Regions from separate parts of the Mus musculus genome. Here region 2 is linked to region 1. A link is a contact called in public HiChIP or PLAC-seq data. All regions are on one chromosome and are shown on one strand. Each heading gives the region's core, a stretch centred on a gene start, on an enhancer-like site or on the middle of the called end of the contact. The rest is flanking DNA. Distances are from core to core; before and after follow the strand shown.

Region 1 (6,637 bases), core at 2,331-4,830:
CAGATTTTTCCAAGCAGTTTTTCAGCCAAAGCTGGGACATCATGAGCCCTTACCCATCGTGCTGAAATTTTGGCTGGTTTGGTCCCATGCTGCTCTTGTACATGAGCAACAGCCTCTGGGAGGTCAGAATCATAGGTTGAAGAGGCAGATATTTCTATTGTTTGCTATAAAGAAAGTAGTCTCTATTTTTTTTTTCTTTTTTGAAATGGTCATTTTTAGTCCCATCTTTACACAGAAAGAAATGGAAATGGCTCTTAAGATTAAACTTGAGCTTTCTTGGTCTCCCCGGTCAATCATGCTTTCCTTTGCATGCTTCCTGTTCTCTTTGTTTTTGACTTTGTGGGCATCTTGGTTTCTAGGGATTCACTGGTCTTTCCTCACATGGCTTAAATAGGGCGTAAAGCTGCTTTGTTAAGTGACTCAAATGGAGTATTCTAAACAAAAGGGATTATTTCTTTTTTACATCACCGCTCAGGCAGTCAGAGTCGATGTGGCTACTTGATGGAGCTGGATCGCAGGCCGCTCTCTGGCAGTCCTGTGAGTCCTTGTGGAATTTCTTCTGAATAGTGGAGTAAATGAGCCTTCCAGCTTGCAGGCAACTCAATATGGAGGCAAATCACCATGGGGAGAGTACACCTTTCTTTGTAAGATTACAATCTGAAAGTGGCTTACATCACTGCTGCATGCCACATTGACCAGAAACTGGTCACACAGCTGCAAGGGGGGCTTGTGGTGTGTCCTTTGATACGTGTCAGACTCAGCCAGAATCCTGCAAGGAAAACAGAAGGGGATTTGCTGAGGGGCTGTGGATGCAACCCAGGGCCACAAATCCCTGGGCTTGCTTGTCTCCCTCCTGACAGCTACCAGTCTTGGTGCACCATATGTGTGCCTGATCCCGGTAGATGCCAGAAGAGGGCATTAGATCCCAGGAATGGAAGACACAAGACTATTGTGAGCTCATGGAAACCAAACTTGGGTCCCCTGAAAGAATAGTAAGTGCTCTGAACTGCAGAGTGGTTCCTGTATGTGTGTGTTGTTGTTGTTGTTGTTGTTTTGGTTTGGTTTTTGGTTTTTGATGATGCTCTAGAATTCGTGATTCTCTACTTTTAAATTCCCTCTCAGAAAATAATGAGTGTAATTAGTTAGTGGGCCTGTTATAAGGTAACCAAGAACTTGGTGATTAATTCTTCAATGGTTGAAAAGATAAGGAATCAGCACTGTCTAAAATGGTAGCTCCTGGTCACTGGAGGCTACGGAATACTTCAAATGTGGCAAGTTCATCTAGGAATGGAACATTGCATTTATAATTACACTTATCTATAATATTAAACATTCAACTGTGTTTAGAACAACTTGGATTTAGGAATCTGTGGGTTTTTTTTTTGAGATAATTTAGATGTAAATTTTACGTTGGATTTATTGAGAAAAATAATGCAATTTTCCTATTGATGCCATGTGTATTATTTGTTATAGCTGAACCCAGGGCCCTTGTAGTTGAACTAACTTGAAGTTACAGACAGTTGTAAGTTGTCTTGTGGGTGCTGGGATTTGAACTTGAGTCTTCTGGAAGGGCAGTCGGTGTCTTTAACTGCTGAGCCATCTCTCCCGTCCTGCCTTAAATGAACTATTAACACAGCATCCATTCTGGAATCCTGCTTTCATTGCTCAGAGTTCATACAGTTATCTCTTCAGAATGCAAGGATGATATTGTGAAGCCCATCCTTGTGGCTACACATTATTCCATACTGTGACGTCTCACACACATGGGCCCTCACAGTCATACTGTGACTTCTCGCACACAGCAGCCCTCCCAATCTGGCCTTCACTCCATTTAGCAGACCTTCCTTCTGGACCTCTCACTCAGAGGCCCTTCCAAGCCCTGGGCCCTTTGACAGTTTCAGTTCATAATTCACAACACAGACGGTTCCTTTTATCTGGGAGAAACATTGGCTTTTGGGTGCTTTCCTCTCTTTATCCTTCCTCAGATCCTACAGCAGACAGTGAAACCACCTCACTCTAGTGGATGGTAGACATCTACTGCATTCATTTCTGTTCTGTTGCTGTGGCCAAGGCAACTTACAGAAAGAAGGCTTTACTTGGTCTGTCAGCTCCAGGGGATGAGTCTCCATCCTTGTGAGAGGCGTGGCAGCAGACAGGCATGGTAATCTAGAGCCAGTAAGCTGAGAGCTCAGATCTTGAACTACAAGAATGCAACGGAAAGAGTGAACTGGAAATGGTGCGAGTATTTAAATTCTTAAAGCCCACCTCTGGCAATGTACTTTCTTCAACAAGGCCATGCCTCTTATACCTTCTCAAACTGTGCCACCAACTGGGAACCAGGTATTCAAATATAGGAGACTATGGGGGACATCTCCTTCAAACAACATCTACCATGCTGTTTTTTCTATTGTTTGGTCATACACTTACCTCCCATGTTAGACTGTAATCTCTGGGGTCTTGTTATTTATTTGGATTTGGGTTTATATCATCAATACTTATAGCAAGGGATTCAATTCTAGGAATATTTCTTAATTGGTAGTTGATGCAGTGGGAAGAGTTAGTACTGCAGTCTCCTGCTGAGCCCCTTCTACACAGATGTTCAACTGTGTGGCTAGGGTTGGATATTATTACTGCCACTGAGCAGTGTTGCTTTTAGGCCAATTAATGAGCATACTTGTACCTCCTCAGTAAAAAAGGAGGCAGTGCTCGCCTTATATAGTGAACATTTGGGTAAGTTAGCACAAGTAAGATATGTAACTGTATGCTGTGTGCAAGACCAGAATGCAATAAAGAATAGCTTATTACTATCACAGCAGTCTAAACTATTTCTCTCTTTCTCTCAGGCCAAAAGTCACATGTTTTAACTGGATTTCGCAAACCTAGTGTTATGGAAACTAATGAACTGGGAAGAAAAATCCAGTTCTGAGCAGTCACTGAAATCAACATGTATCTGCTTTACAAGGAACACCTGACCCTCATTTTGTGAGCCGTTATTTAAGAAGAGTAATATGAGGCTTAGACTGAGTTTGGTCAAGATGTTTAGAATTCAAGAGGGAAAAACTTGGCCACAATGTTGTAGAATAAACGAATAGATCGTGTGCTAGATCCTGGGATTGGGAAGTTGGGAAAAATCACAGATGAAGGAGGCACCATTGATACAAAATAAAATGGGCCAACTAGGGTAAACTGCTATTTATCATTTTAATGGTGCCACTGTTGAAATCGTGTTGAGATAAGATTCACCCTTGTCTGATTGAAGTTCACAATTCAGTAGTTTTTTATTGTATTTAGTGGTCACTCAAATTCCATCTCCATTGACCTTCAGCCCCCATTTCTTACCACCATGGCTCTAACTCCTTTGGCTATATGTTCTGTACTTCTCTGTGTTTTCCTGTTCTGAATATTTCATACAGACGTGACTGGATCCTTTTAACTGGCCAGTGATTTCAAGGATATTCGATATCACTCTGTCATCCCTTTCCTCGATAAATAAATCTGACTGTGTGGCTCGGTCACATTAGCCTTCAGTCAGCAAACATGTTGGTTCCTCTTTCAGGAGTTTCTGTGTGAACACATGATTTTGGTTGTCTTGGAGTTTGTACTAAAGTGTAGAAATTCTGGGTGTTGTGGTAACTACCTTTATTTAGTATCTTAGGGAACTGTCAGACTTTCCAAAGTGGCTGCACATTCTCCATTCTCACCAGCCCTGGATTTGTGCTCCATTTTCTCCCTATAGTCATCTGAGAGGGTTTGAAGTAGAAGCTCACTGTGTCTTTAGAAAGATTGTGTGTGTGTGCGTGCGCGCATGTGCGCGTGAGCACATATATGTGCATATATGATCTCAGGTGCTCATGAAGGACAGAAGAGGGTGCCAGATCCCCTGGAGCTGGAGTTACAGGTGTTTGCGAGTCTCTCCACAAGAATGTTGGGAGCTGAAGGAACTCAAGTTCTCTGGAAGAAGAGTATGTGCTCTTAACCACTGAACCATCTCGATGGCCCTCCCTGTGGCTTTGATTTGCACACCCATGTGATTAGTCACTTTGACTATCCTCCATGTGTTTATGTACAGCAGTCACTCACTAAGCAGTGCACTCTTAGGAACCCACCTTTCTCATGTACCTTCTATCAGCTGACAGATGTTTGTTGACCACCTACTTTTTGCCAGACTTGGTTTAAGTGTCGGAACATGCATCAAGCAGACGTTCCTTGTGGGAGGAACATGCATTTTAGTTTGGGTACAAATGGACGGAATGAGTTAAAGACATAGAATGTCACATGATCCTCTTCCATGAATAATGAACTTCAGTGGCCTCTAGGTCGTAAATCCTTTCTCAGCTTTCTGTTGACTTTGCTCAGATTCATCAAAGGAATCATTGTGTATGGCAGTCTTTGTCTTGGGAGAGGTATTTCTTAAAATGATTTGAAATCAAGATCATTTCTTAAGCCATGGCCCACAGAATGGATGTAGTGATATCAAGCATGAGAAACCATACTAATTTCATTGTCTATCGCCATTTGAGCTCTTGGGTATCCAGGTGTGCTGACAGCCAGTTCTGAAAGGTGTCTTTCTCAGGGCAGGAGTTCTTAACCATGGGCTTGCAATAGTCACTAAACCCTAAATGGTTGTTACCATTTGGGCTTTGTTTTCGATTTATAGGGTACAGGCAGGTAGATTTTGCTTCCTTTCTGACTGCTGTAGGATGTCAGAATGGTAAACAATCCTGGCTTTGATGTAAAAGTCAGAGTCCCAGTAGCCTCAAACAAGAGGGTCTGCCTGTGTTTCACAGCTTTGGAGCTAAGTGCTGCCCTTTTCTCTAGCCATGAAAGTCTTAGATGGCATCCTCTTCCTACAGAAGGGTGCTCTGTCAACAGTGAAAGCCTGTTGTGTGAGTGTGGCTCATTCTTCTCACCTAGATCTGGACAACTTAACACAGCTTCCACCCCAGCACTAGCTGCTTGTATTGGTTGCTTCTTATTGCCATGACAAAATGTTCAAAAGAAACAACTCTAGGAAGGAAGATGCTATGTGACCCACAGCTTCAGAGGGTCTAGTTCGTAGTCACGTGGCCTCATAGACTTGGGCAAAACATGCCAGTGGGAGTCCACAATGGAGGAGAACTGCTCACTTGAGGCTGGTAGGGACAAGACAAAGCAGCTGGGGATACTGTATCACAGGACCACCCACCCCCACCCCACCCCTGCAGTGAACCTTTCCTCCAACTAACTAGGCATTCCACCTTAAGTTTCTACAGTTACAAAATTAGCACTGCCAGCTATTGTCCATGCATTAAAATAATGAGCTCATAGGTGCATTTCCTATTCGACCCACCTTTCCTCACCTTGGACTGATTTCAGGGAGACAGCTTTTCTCCTTAGCTCTCACAACATAACCTCAGTCAGATTCACACTTGCCTTCTGCAGCTTATCATATACGTCTACCTCTATTTACTATTTAAAAATAAATTAAAAAATAATCCTAACATGTATTTATTCAGAAGGGGTGACGTGTGTGCCACAATATGCATATGCATAAGAAGACAACCACATATTTCTGAGTTCGAGGCCAGCCTGGTCTACAGAGTGAGTTCCAGGACAGCTAGGACTACACAGAGAAACCCTGTCTTGGGAAAAAAAAAAAGGAAGAAGAAGAAGAAGAAGAAGAAGAAGAAGAAGAAGAGGAAGAGGAAGAGGAAGAGGAAGAGGAAGAGGAAGAAGGAGGAGGAGGAGGAAGAAGAAGAAGAGGAAGAGGAAGAGGAAGAAGGAGGAGGAGGAGGAGGAGGAGGAGGAAGAAGAAGAAGAAGAAGAAGAAGAAGAAGAAGAAGAAGAAGAAGAAGAAGAAGAAGAAGAAGAAGAAGAAGAAGAAGACCACATGTGGCACAAGTGGGAGTCTGCTCTGACATCTACCGCGTGAGCTCCAGGGATTGAACTTGGGTCCGCAGGCTTGGCAACAAGTTCCTATACCCAAGAAACCATCTTGCTAGCCATCTCTGCCTTTATCTAATTGAAAACTGGATCTTTGCTCTGGATGAAGCTTTGGCTTAAAGGAATTTAGTGGTTGTTTTGATCTTCTATCAAGACTGTTCCAACATCCCTATCATGCGAGTGCTCACTGGCATATGCCTTTACATCTGAATTCATAGCTTGGCTGTTTCTTTCCAGAGGTCAACCTTTAGGTTGCTCTTGGCTTTTGACATGCCTCTCTCACTAAGCCTAACCATATCTAGCTGTTGACCTATAAAGTCAGTCACATGGGACTCTTTTAACAATTGAGTGCAGAGAGATGCAGGGCTCAATTGTAGGGCTGCTAATTGGCCACATCTCAGTGTTTGCAGAAGTGCTGGAGAAGGTGAGTGTAGTCTGAACACACATTTGCCAATGACATTTACTGCCCTCTGTGGCGTGACCGCCCCTCTCTTAAACAATTGCTGCAGTAACATGAGATATTTCAGATCATCAAAGCACAACAATAGGAAGGGTGTTTAAAATATTGGGGATCTGCCAAAATGTGATGCAGAGCTGTGAGCACTTAGTCACATTGGGAAAAATGACACAAACTTGCTCAATTGCAGGGTGGCTACCAGGTTCCAATGTGCAAAGCCCATATTAAAATACAGCAAAGTCAAACACAGTCACAGAA
Region 2 (6,637 bases), core at 2,508-5,007, 64 kb before region 1:
CATTCTCTATATGCATCTTATTTATTATCATTACTTCAGCCTTTTGCTAATGATCCCTGGTATCTGACTGAACTCTGAGTTCTTACTGTCTGCTATCCATGTAAGAATATTTCCTGACATAGTATTATGATGAATGCCTGACATAAATTATTAATTTTCATTTTCACAGCCCCAGTAGCACCTATAACCTAAAGACAACTGGACACTACATAGAATCAGGACAGGAGTTCCAACCTTGTGTTGTCTGATTCCCAACTGACCACTTAGCCAGGTATTATGCTATCTGCACTTGAACATCTTAAGAATTAAAACGTGCTCATTTCCCTCCTTCCTCTCATTTTGCATTTTATATGTGACTTATGTCACACCATCCACATTAAGTCAAAAGCACTGGAAATCATCCTACTGACGTCTTGACTCAACTACTCAGCTACTTCAAGCTCTGCTCCTTCCACCAAAATCAGAGTACTCAGTATGCTAAAACAAAAGCCTGTTCAAGGGTCTGTTTCTCCCGCTAAAAACTATACATACCTCAGGACAAGCACTGTCTGTCTTCCTTTCTGAGTCCCTCCTGGTGGCGAGAATAGTGTTTGATACAATGGAGGTTTACTCACTCCAGATGAACTGCCACGGAGAACTTACTTCTCATAATGGAAAACAGATGGAAGATGCCCAGTATAGCAGTGGCCCTTTGCTGACATCATTAAAGGGATTTATAAAATAGGACTCTTCTTTATCTCATTATTCTGTTATTTTCCCATGCTGCCTTTACCTTCTACAGTGGCTGACCAGAAAATATTCATTCAGGAATCCATGTATGAGCCATAAATTAAAAATAAATAGAAAAACTACTAGGCTTCAGATTGTTGAACTTACTCTACTGTCTGTCTGTCCATCTATCTATCCACCTATTTACTCTGGTAATACAGTTCTTACTGGGAAGTCTAATTCTCTGTCCTCGCATTATTACACAGAGAAAAATTCTGTTTTAGAGTACTCTAGAATACTTTACAAGTGTTTTCTCGGAGCACTATGGAGAACTATGGGATTCTTATGGGTCTACATCAAGGTGAAAATTCCAGTTGAAAATGATGTAATGATCTATATGCACATTTCCTGACCTCAAAGTTAGATCTTTAAATTTGGTTGGCTCTGTTCAAGATTCAAGGTCCAGTTGTTCATTGGAATAACCTCCCAAACTGCAAAGGTGCCAGTCCCCAGCCTCACCCCAACTCTACCATGTGATGGAGGAATAGGACCACGACAGTATTTCAGAAGCTCTGCTCATTCTTACTCAACAACCGTCTTTCTACTCTGCAGTCTGGATTCTCCACTGCTCCTCCTCAATTCACACTGCTCCTCCCCTGTCTACCTTTAGACTAGTGCCCTAAATACTTAAGGCTCAGCATGGCCAAGTCTCCCACTTTTTAAATAGTTTTATTATAATGTTAGCCCTTTAAACAAACACCCACAGGCATGCACACTCACTCCAAGTTCTTGAACATGTACATAAATACACAGTATTAAGAAAAGGGTAACTTAAGGTTAACCTATTTGCTCTCATTCCATTGTCTTTTAAATAAAAGCAACTACTCCTAAGAGAGGAACAGATTAGATAATGAATGCCAAGTGTTCTACGTACCCTTTGTGCCCTATAAACAGAAGCAACGAGATGCTGAAATAAACTAAATAAATGTTTTCAAAAATTACTGCAGTTATCTGGTAAGGCAGCTTGAGGCTGCTAGTTCTCATTTTAACTAAGTTCAAAGTGAGAAAGGAGCCAGGTGGTGGTGGCGGGGCGCACGCCTTTAATCCCAGCACTTGGGAGGCAGAGGCAGGTGGATTTCTGAGTTCGAGGCAAGCCTGGTCTACAAAGTGAGTTCCAGGACAGCCAGGGCTATACAGAGAAACCCTGTTTCAGGAAACAACAACAACAAAACCAAAACAATAAAACAACAACAACAACAAAAACAAAAACAAAGTGAGAAAGGAAAAGTGTATGTGGTATTTAAAAACCAATTTCAGGGGGCTGGCGAGATGGCTCAGTGGGTAAGAGCACTGACTGCTCTTCCAAAGGACCTGAGTTCAAATCCCAGCAACCACATAGTGGCTCACAACCACCCATAATGAGATCTGACGTCCTTTTCTGGTGCATCTGAATTTCTGGTGCATTATTAGTATAGTATACAGTATACTAATAAATAAATCTTTGGGCTGGAGTGAGCAGAGACTGAGCGAGCAGAGCTGACTGGAGCTGACCGAAGCGAGTGGGGGCCTACCAGAGCAAGCAGAGGTCCTAAAAATTCAATTCCCAACAACCACACAAAGGCTCACAACCACCTGTACAGCTACAGTGTACTCATATACATAAATTAAAATAAATAAATCTTTAAAAAACAAACAAACAAACAAAAAACCAATTTCGATAGCCAGCAGGATGGCTCAGCAAGTTAAGATCTACCCAAGTCTGACCACTAATCCAATTCCTAGGCCCACACATGGTGGAAGGAGTGAACAGACACAAGCTGTCCTTTGACCTTCACACACATATGCCATGCATAGCACACGTGTGCCCCAGCACATATCCCTCAACCCACCCTGCCCCACTGCCACACAAAATAAAGAAAATTTAGTACTTAATGCACTGTAAAGCTGTAAAATACCCTTTCCCAAGAGCAAGAATTAAAGCACTCTCTTCACTGAGAGTAATACAGAGAAAACAGAATTCTTGGAGGAGACACACCTGCATTTTATCTGATGAAGGAACACAAACAGGCCTTTAAGTGCAGTAGTACTGACAGTATCAACCCAGAGAAAATTCGGCTGGGCAGGTGGAACCACCGAGGAGTAAGGAAACAGTGGAGGCGTGGTTGGGAGATGATGGAGCCTGGAGGAAGCACGCAGAGAGGAAGCCCATGTTGTCTAATAGTAAAGCTGGAGAGAGCAGAGAGAAAGAATCTGACATGGAGGGAGACTGTCTATTCATTATTGTTGACTTGCAGACTGGGCACAGACAGGAGAAAGTGAGTCCGAAAAGCCGATCCTGAGTACAGTTGATGGAGAGTTAATCACTACTTTAGTCAGAGCCAGGTTACATCAAACCCAGGAAATGCAACCATTACACCTAACCAGCAGCTTCTATAGTGTCTCAGCATATGGACGGAGCGAATGAGAACATCAATCTGAAATTAAACCACGACATTTACTTTCTGCCTAAAGTGCTGAAGAATGAGTAGTTTGGGAAACACATTCTACCCTTTATTGTAAATCCTTCTCCAAAAACTTTTCTTTGCTACAATCATCAAAAAATAAAAAAAATAAAAAAAATAAATAAAAGCCAGACCAGAGCCCAGCAAGCAGCTCCTTCCCATTTCCCCCAGATATTTTAAGGTACCTGTTTTGGAAGTAACTACAACAATTTTAGGTCACTATTTGTGGCACCATAAAAACAGCCTCAGGATCCTTAGAAAGCAAAGGGTAAATGGGGAAAGGCAAATGGCAAAAGAACGAAAAACAATGGGGCAAGGGGAAAGAAACTGGGAAGTGTGGTCACTCTGTTGATGGCTAACAGGAAAAATTCAAACTTAACTGATTAAGACATTGGATATGAAAAACATAGACCATCATACTCAGAAAATTAGAGTATAGAAGTTCAGACCTGTTCTTCCCTCTCTTCAACCAACTTCTGTGATGAAGAACAGCACTTCCTCCACAGCTACGTCATGCTGTGGGCTGTGGCTTCTGCGCAGAAAGCACAGTCAGCTACTGGGGACACTGCTCCCCGTCGCTAGCCACGGATCTCCTGAGACTTTCAGAGCCTTCTACAGACATCTCTGAGAAGAACTAGCTGTAGAAAAGGCAGAGGACCTTACACTGTGAGGCAGACAGCAAGTGAGGGCAGTGGCTCTTCGATCCTGTGTCCTCAGCTTGGATGACACCTGGCAGCATACATTATTAGTGAAGCAATTATGGACTTTTTAAGAAGGAAAGGAGTATTACTGAGTCATAAATCCAGTGGGGACTTTTCAGTTGCACTTCACCTTGCTCTTCTGCAATGTTGAGCACCCAGCTTCCTATCTCAGCGTGAAGGCAAAGATTTAGAAAGGCAGCTAACCACTCTGTGGGAAACAGGCATGCAAAACGCTCATTCCCATGAAAATCTTTAAAGCCAAAACTGGGGGTAGAAAGACAGGTCACTAGGTAAAAGTATCTGTTGCTTCAGCACCCCAAACAGCATCTCACAATCATTAGTAACTGTAGTTCCAGGGAATCTTGTCCTCTTTTGTCCTCCTTGGGCACCAAGCACACACATGGTGCACAAACATATATGCAGGCAAAACACCCACACATAAAATGAATGAATCTAATAAAAAAATAATAATAATTTAAAAAAAACAATCTTTGAGTTCTCGGGTCTGGGGAGAGAGTTCAGTGAGTAAGAACAAACACAAGGACCTAAGGTTGAACTCCCAGCATCCATGTAGCAAGCCAGCCATAGTTTTATGTGCCTGTGGCCCCATCACTGGGAGAACAAAGACAAGCGATCTAAAGAGTTCAGCCAGCCTGTCTGAAAGGTTGAGCATCTGGTTCAGTGAGAGACCCTGTTTCAAGGCAAATGTGATATAAAAATAGGATGATATAGCTAACAGCTGAATGTTGGCGCGAGAGTTATTTAATCTCTGATAGCAGAGGACAAAGCAAATGATAACTCTAAACAAAATACAAAATACAAAAACAAGATACAAAAACAAGAATATAAAACTATTACTTATGGTAAACCTAGAAAAGGGAAACCCTTTTAGTTAATCTTTTCTAAGTGAATGCCAATTTCACAATTTTATTACAACTGTTCATGCTAGGAAGAGCACACCTCACCTTTGGAGTTAGACATTAGTTTAAATTCTAACAGCCATACATGGCTAACCTGACAGGTCATTCAAACTTACTAATTTCTTCCTCATCTATAAATGGAGATTCTAAAACCACTGGCAGGGTCCATTTTTAGATCACTGATGGTCCTGGTTCCATGTCTGTTGCTGTGATAACACTCTTTGACATAAAGCTAGGGTTCATTTGGCTTAAAATTCCAACCACCATTGTGGGGAAGTCACAGCAGGACCTTGAGAAAACAGGTCACATCTAGACTCAGGAGCAGAGACAGAATATATGCACAAATGCCGCCCCCTTGCTTTCTCTACTTTTATACATTCAGGATCCAGATCACAAAATGCTGCTGCCCACATTAGGATGGGCCTTCCCCACCTCAGCCAATTAAGACAAAAAGAAAAAAAAAACCCTCACAGGCCAATGTCTGTCACTGGGCCCCCTTCCCAAGTGACTCTACCTTGTGTCAAGGTGATTATTAAAAGTAAACATCATGGTGATGAGAGCTAATGAACTAACATATATGTGAAATGTGAACATTGTGAAATTATGACAATGGTACATAACTGTGTTCACTGATATAATTGCCTAACAGAAGGTAATCATTACTTTTCAAAGACAGCTGTTAAACAACATTAAAAGAAACTCACTGAACAGTCATACATTATCATAATCAGTTAAAAATGTTTATTACTTTTACTTGAGGGTGGGGTGGGCATGCACAGGCCAAGAAACCTGTGTGGAGCTGAGAGAGACTCTTTGAGAAGTTGGTTCCCTCCTTCCCCCGCGTGGGTTCTGGAGAACCAGCTCCGATCGTCAGGCTTGGCATCAGGTCCCTTTACCAACACTGAGCCATCCTGAGAGCCCTACAAACAATTCTGATTATACCAATTAAACTACACAGAGTTTAAAACTTTTTTTTTTCTTTTGTTTTTTCATGACAGGGTTTCTCTGTGTAGCCCTGGCTGTCCTGGAACTCACTTTGTAGACCAGGCTGGCCTCGAACTCAGAAATCTGCCTGCCTCTGCCTCCCGAGTTCTGGGATTAAAGGCGTGCGCCACCACGCCTAGCCTAAAACATATTTTTATGCAATTAAATATGTTTGGGAGAAGAGTATACATAATAAAAACAAAAACTTGGTTATGTTCAAAGCAATTCTGTAAGACTACACTTTTTCCAAACCATAATTTAAGGAAACAGTAGAGTCTATATAACAATTATCAGACTACAGTGTGAGGTTCATGATGCTCTTGTGTGGGATGCCAGTGTCAGTCAAGTGTGTACATGCTAGTTCCCAGCAAACCTCGGTTCCACTATAGTCTATATACACCCACTTAAGACTTCTCTAGAGAAACGCCTCCTTGCCACAACAGTGACACAAAATAACAAAGGCAGTCCCTTAAGAAGCAACTTCAGTTGGAAACCAACTGGAAATCTCTTAACCATTAAAAAAAGACATAAAAGGTCAGATCTAAAAGGTGAGCAAAAAGCAGCCTTACCTAACAGCAGCATGGGCCTACCAGGAAGACAGTAAGGTTTAATCAGGAACAACCTTCAAGATCATAAAAATGACAGCTATACACCCCAAAGGCCAGATCGGTTCTTCATAAACTGACGGAGGTCATTTTGTAACTAATGAAGGGAATCATCTAGATTTTCCCACCAGTGCTCACTTAGTGATCAGGGTGTTTTTAGTTCACTGGATTCTGTTTGCTTTCACTGATGTGTGTGTGTGTGTGTGTGTGTGTGTGAG

The links. HiChIP or PLAC-seq counts read pairs in DNA pulled down with a chosen protein or histone mark.
Region 2: a contact with region 1 is called in an H3K27ac HiChIP or PLAC-seq map of microglia, with 2.4 times the contacts expected there. The contact joins two enhancer-like sites. A contact is called at or near these places in 2 of 39 promoter capture datasets (embryonic stem cells and trophoblast stem cells), 1 of 484 Hi-C or Micro-C datasets (embryonic stem cells), 1 of 115 datasets of contacts at active chromatin or transcription factors (microglia) and 2 of 9 other capture datasets (adipose tissue and pancreatic islet).

What each region holds. Positions count from the first base shown.
Region 1 is chr14:60,202,159-60,208,795 of GRCm38.p6, reverse strand. It overlaps a transcript of Nupl1 not described here. Among named protein-coding and RNA genes, the nearest start is that of Mir719, 23 kb to the left of the region's middle. Within about 2 kb of position 3,580, at least 9 of the 459 cell types and tissues checked have an H3K27ac peak or open chromatin away from gene starts, as enhancers often do. A contact at or near this core is called in microglia, where this site is marked.
Region 2 is chr14:60,266,656-60,273,292 of GRCm38.p6, reverse strand. All of the region lies in intron 1 of Mtmr6 (myotubularin related protein 6), which reads right to left. Among named protein-coding and RNA genes, the nearest start is that of Mtmr6, 4.8 kb to the right of the region's middle. Within about 2 kb of position 3,757, at least 72 of the 459 cell types and tissues checked have an H3K27ac peak or open chromatin away from gene starts, as enhancers often do. A contact at or near this core is called in microglia, where this site is marked.